2 separate regions of the Anas platyrhynchos genome follow, and region 1 is linked to region 2. Evidence: chromatin contacts called from public Hi-C data. All regions are on one chromosome and are shown on one strand. The core of a region is the stretch at or near the end of the contact, and the rest is flanking DNA. Distances in the headings are between cores, read along the strand shown. Region 1 overlaps ALDH1A3 (aldehyde dehydrogenase 1 family member A3). Region 2 overlaps ASB7 (ankyrin repeat and SOCS box containing 7).

Region 1 (2,844 bases), core at 288-2,787, 120 kb before region 2:
TAGTCAAAGACTAATGGAGAACTTCAAACAAACAAACAAAATCAACAAATCCATGGAGGTGAATTAAATAAAAGGCTCCACCGCTGGCTCCTGGTTGCCTGGGAGGTGATTCTGAATGCCAGCTATCACCAAATGCTTGTGCTGGTTCAGTACCCCTCCCTAGACATCTGCTTTCATTTTGGCAGGGCCAGTTGCCAGTTGGGACTGTTTACACGGAGCGTTCCACGCTCGACTCCCCCAGATTACAGACTATATCCTGTCCCTTGTTAATCCTGGCCACACACAATCCAAGTTTTCATGCTTGCAGACAAATATCAAAGCTTCAGGAGGGTGTCCTTAGGGTACTTCTGGTACACAGCAAAACCAGAACAGCACATCTCCTGCCACACAGATGTGCATATCACATGCGCTGTGGACAGCTTGTACTAAGTGCTCGTGTTCTCTCATGTGTTATGATGCTACCCAAGAAAACACTTTATACATGCTACTGCACAAAGAAATGCGTGCCCTCGTGTAGGATACAGGGTGTCACATAAGTAAGCTTGGCAGGTGTCACGCATATTGTCTCTTTGCCTGGTTGCTTAGCTGCCAAATGTAAATAATTTGAAAATATCTGCAACTGCTTTCCATCCTGGCATGTCTGTGATCCAGACCAATCCAGTTCATCCACTTCACAACACAGAAAACAAAACAAGGATATTTATACAGCTGTAACTTGTTGCAAGGCAAACTACAGTTAGATGAAAAGACACTAGGGAAAGAAAACATTTGTAAAAATGACATGCAAGGGTGGAACTGTTTGTCATTGTAACCAGAGCTTGCAAGGCTTGTTTAAATCCTGTTCCCTACTCCACTATTATTTATGGTTTGACTATTGCCTTCTATTAAAAACACACTAGTAGAGCAAATTCTATTTTTTGTCCATCTAATTCAAAAAAGAGGAAGGCTTTTAAAGATTGCTGTAATGCTGAGAACCCCCAAATCTTCACGTCTTGCTTCATTTAAGTCAAGATTGCCAGAAGCAGTTTTTCCTTTTCCAAACCTAGCATTTGTAATCCTACAGAATAATCCCACAACTGTGTCCAACAGACTGACACACGCTCTTTCTACTCACATATTCTACTTTCAAACTTTAATCCTAACATCCACAAACAACTACGGTCTAAGGAAAATATTCACCGTCTCAAAATTCAAGCAGTGGGGTTTGGGCTGAATAACTTCTGGCTGGCAAGTACCACACAGCAGCTTTAGAGCTTATTTTCTTCCTGTAAACCATCCTTTATAGTCCAGAAACCCCAGTACTTGGGGCTTTACAGCAAGAAAACCAGCCTAGTCTTGTTCTGATTTAATCCCTGTTTTGTCCACCAGGACCTTAGTCTTACCTAACGCAGTCTGCTGTTCACAGCTTTGTAAATGCTCTGGTTAACCAGCCAGCCATCTGTGCAGATTTACTTTATTCTTTCCTATGATACAGCTCACAGGAATCCAAAGTTGAAAAATGCCCTTGGTCTGTTATTTGAGGTTGGCACTTTACTCAAACAGCCCTGATTACCCCTCAGGTCTCTTGTGGTGTCCTTTGAATTCCAGCCAGCCAACACAGTCAGACACATGTGAGCTTTGGAGAAGTCACATCAGAAGCATGCCTCACTTCTTCTATTTAAACTTAATACTGTTTAAATTTGACTTAATTTTGATCTGAGAAGTGCAGTTTATATCAGCATAACCCAATATTGCAGCTGACACAGTATTTTCCCTATACCCACACCACAAGCATCCATGCCAGTGCACGGTAACACATCGCAGGGAACTGATCTGACTAAAACGTTTCTTCCTCACCTCCAAAAAGGCTGGTTCAGACCTGAATCAGCCAGTTCCCCAATCTAGCTTATAAACGCGGTACACTATAGGAAGGAACAGCTGCAGACAGGCCCTATTTTCCAGGACTAGCTTACATCAAGTTCTCACAGAGCAGTACTGTCTGTCCCACTCCAGGAGGTCCCCTGCAGCTACCCAGAGCGCTGTGCTCAGCTTGGTTTCACACAGCACCAGCTCAGAGCTTGGGCTGCAGAGATCTCCTGTTTCACGTTTTCCGAGCTCTGTTTAAATTCCTGGTCCTGTTGTCTGGCTAAAAGCACACAGAGCTGGTGAAGGAGCAAAAAGATGACGGGCTACAAACCCCAGAGCCTAAGGGCTGGCTCCAACTTCTTCACATTGCTGGCATCTAAGCCGGCAATCGTCCCGGAATGGGGGCTGTACAGCAGCCTCTGTACAGGTTTTGTTCATCCTCTGACCCACAGAAGGAGAGTAAAAGCAATGACCTGGATCTGAGGCAACCGAGGGCCAAAGTGGAGAGATGAAGGGCAAGAGGAAGAGATTTTTTTCTCCTAGTGACTCTTCCCTTCTCCATCACTTCAGAAAAAAACCCTCCTCACAGCACAGCAGGTTACTTCAGGAATAGAGGAGAAATCTGGTCTGGAAACTACAGTTCAATGGTAGTTGGTGGGCAGGTGTGAATCTTTGCTACTTTGGAGGTATTTTAAGCCCTTCTGACACTACATCATGTCTCTCTTCTACCTGAATTTCTGCGTGTTGCATCTTACAATAGGCTCCAGAGAGAAAGCAAAAATAGGTGCAGAGGAAGTGGTTTGCACTGGGAGCCACATGAAAGCCTAGGGTTTAGCAGTTTCCTTCTACTTTCTCAACACTTTTCCATCCTGGGCTTGACAGCTGCATGCAGAGAACTTCAGGTATGTGCGTATTGGGTGCTCTCTCTCCTACCCACAGGCATAACAGGTAAGCTAGGACAGGGAAAGAGGACGTACAAGCTGTATTTGCAACCTGGCC
Region 2 (2,700 bases), core at 111-2,610:
TGCTTTCAGGACCTTAGCTGGTGGTAACTAACTGTGCTAACTGTGATGGGAATTAAACAAAATGGTTTTGTGCAGTGTTACATTGAAACAGACAATGCCTTATTTTAAAAGCAAAGAATACATTTAAAGGGAAAAAAAAAAAGCTTGCTATGCTATGCAAAAAATCTAAGATCACTGAAAACTACATCCCCAGTTTTTGTTTTGTTCTCCTACTGAGCTTTGTGACTTTGGATTGTTCCTGTGGATAGCAAGAGCTAGCTTCACAGAAACTTCCCTTTATTAAAATGTGACAAATACTTTAAGTAAAATCACTATTTTTCACTTATGAAAACTAAGCTTCTCCACCCTTCAGTTTCCACATTTCATAAGAATACTTGTTATCTGACCTATAACCTCTGTACCTAGCTGCTATTTCTGCTGGCTTTACCCTTCAATTTGAACTGCTACTTTAGGCGTTCTACCCATCTATCTGTCTCTCCTCCTTGTTTAGCAGAAAATAAATGCTTCCTCCTGTTCCACCACCTCCGCTCCAATCAGCCAAGCTGCATACACAATGCTGTCCCCTGGCTCTTTTCTTTGCTGGCGAGCAATGCTGGAAGAAGAGAGAAAAAGCAGGAGGCAGCTAGGTCATGACTCCCATAAGAAGCTACCTCTTATTTCCAGGTCAGCGATCAGATTCCTTCTCAGTGTTTATTAGCCAAAATCCATCTCAAACTCACTACCACTCAAGCCTATGTCAGTGCTCTTCCAGCGTCAAAGATCTGAGGCATGGCACGCTACCCTCAGCAACAGCCCAGCATGGTTTTCTCGTTCCTGTCCTATGAACATATTTCCAGCTCTGCTAGGCTTTGGCATCACATCTATCACCGGTCTCCCCCTTGCTTCCACTAACCCTCTGGTACCCTCTTTTATCCAAAACTTCATCCACACCCTCCCCTTTACTACCAATACACATCTCTAGTCAGTTCTATATTCTGCTTACTGTAAATTTCATACCAGAAAATGACTTTTTTCACCCCAATATCACTTGGGTCCAAAGGGATTAACACCCAATGTCAAACTAATCTACTTCTCGAGAGGGAGGAAGGTGGAGACTTAAGAAAGGTAGACACAAACCTCTCACTAACGAGGCAAGCATGATTAAGTTTGCTTTTAACAGTCAGCTCATTCACTGCTTATTAGCTCACTTGTGACATTATTATGTTTTAAACACTCATTATCTTTTATGCCTCTGTTTTGAGGCAAAACAAGGTAAGGCACAAAACAGTGCCAATTTTCTGAAGGGAGGCTCAGCTACAGAAAAGCTGCTGTAGATGACTAACCCTCACACTATTTGTTACTCAACTTTCTAGTCCTGGTGATTAAACTCCGTGCTGCTTCCAGCACAAGGAATCTGTCTCATTACAGACAGTTTTCATTGGGCATTATATTCTGCTTGTACTTCATATAGAAAACAGAAACAACAAAAGATAGAAAACCAAAACAAAACACCATGCCAGCAGCTATTTAATAGCAAAACCTATACAATGAAGATAAATAGGGTTTATGCTTTTGTTTTTCCAGCTCATCTTCAAGCTCACAAAGTTATAGCATACATTTTGAGACCCACAGCCTATAAAAATGAAGATTTGAAATTATCTACAGTATTACATTTTAAAAGTAGAATTTTTAAGTTATTTATTTGTACAATTCAGTTGCTTCCCCCCCCCCCTTCCAGTAACAACATTGAGGGTTTGACAGTATTGTATACTTAGAATTTGCAGTAGTTATGTATAAACGGGGTCCAGTTGTTCAGGCTGTATTTCACTCCTGCTCTGAAATAACGTACCATTAATTGGGCAAATATCACAAGCCCATTAATGCCACTCAGTTTTAAGGGTGATTTATCTATACTTCTGACAAATACTGCAATAGAAACAAGGGGACCATGACCAAGCCTCAGATAAGTAAAGCATCAAAAAGATGATTCATTTCAGTTTCCATGGGACTAAAAACATCTTAGTTCATGATTAAGTTGATAACAACGGTGCTAGAGCAGAGGATGCTGTTCTTTAAGAACACTATTCAGAAGGTGGAGAACGTCCCATTTTTGGTTTTCCTCACTAGTGTCACATTAGAAGTTTAAGACTATCAATTTCTAAGCCTTCAGGTAGCCTTGGAAAAAGATACAGCAGAAAGAAATTCTGACTGTACCATTCAATGGGGAATACACATCACCCAAGCAATTATATCACTTAAATAAAACTTAATTAGTTCTTGAAATAAAGCTTGGCTATCATTAGATGCAGGAGAGACGTAAACTCAGCTGGACTAGCTGACACTCAAACCCCTGCGGAGAGTAATGTTATCATAAAGTTCAGCAGACTGTGTTAAAACCTACACAGAAATGTAAGTCTTTAACGTGACTTGTTAAATTTTGAGAATTATGAAACAATCTTCCCTACAATTTCAACTCAAGGACCTGCCTTCCTTAATAACAGCCTCTAACAGTAGAAAGGCCTATAGTGAGTGCATTTAAGTTTATAATGAGCTCTTTGCCCTATTTTTATAATGCTTATTCATTCTTTTAACAATTCCTGGGCGATTCTGAAAAAAACCTGTCAGGTATTAAGATCTAAAGCTAATCTATTACCTCATTCACAGAGCATGCACCAGATAGAAACAGAAATGAAGCAGCACTCCAATGAAAGAGGAAAAAAA

Evidence for each region. A called contact is a pair of places that touch in the nucleus more often than the background predicts.
Region 1: a contact with region 2 is called in a Hi-C map of subcutaneous adipose tissue, with 4 times the contacts expected there. The contact joins two enhancer-like sites. A contact is called at or near these places in 5 of 8 Hi-C or Micro-C datasets (F1 follicle, liver, skeletal muscle and 1 more).

The regions. Positions count from the first base shown.
Region 1 is chr11:21,904,979-21,907,822 of IASCAAS_PekinDuck_T2T, reverse strand. All of the region lies in intron 9 of ALDH1A3 (aldehyde dehydrogenase 1 family member A3), which reads right to left. Among named protein-coding and RNA genes, the nearest start is that of LRRK1, 13 kb to the left of the region's middle. Within about 2 kb of position 1,537, at least 1 of the 8 cell types and tissues checked has an H3K27ac peak or open chromatin away from gene starts, as enhancers often do.
Region 2 is chr11:21,788,896-21,791,595 of IASCAAS_PekinDuck_T2T, reverse strand. The region is part of intron 4 of ASB7 (ankyrin repeat and SOCS box containing 7); the gene reads right to left. Among named protein-coding and RNA genes, the nearest start is that of ASB7, 11 kb to the right of the region's middle. Within about 2 kb of position 1,360, at least 1 of the 8 cell types and tissues checked has an H3K27ac peak or open chromatin away from gene starts, as enhancers often do.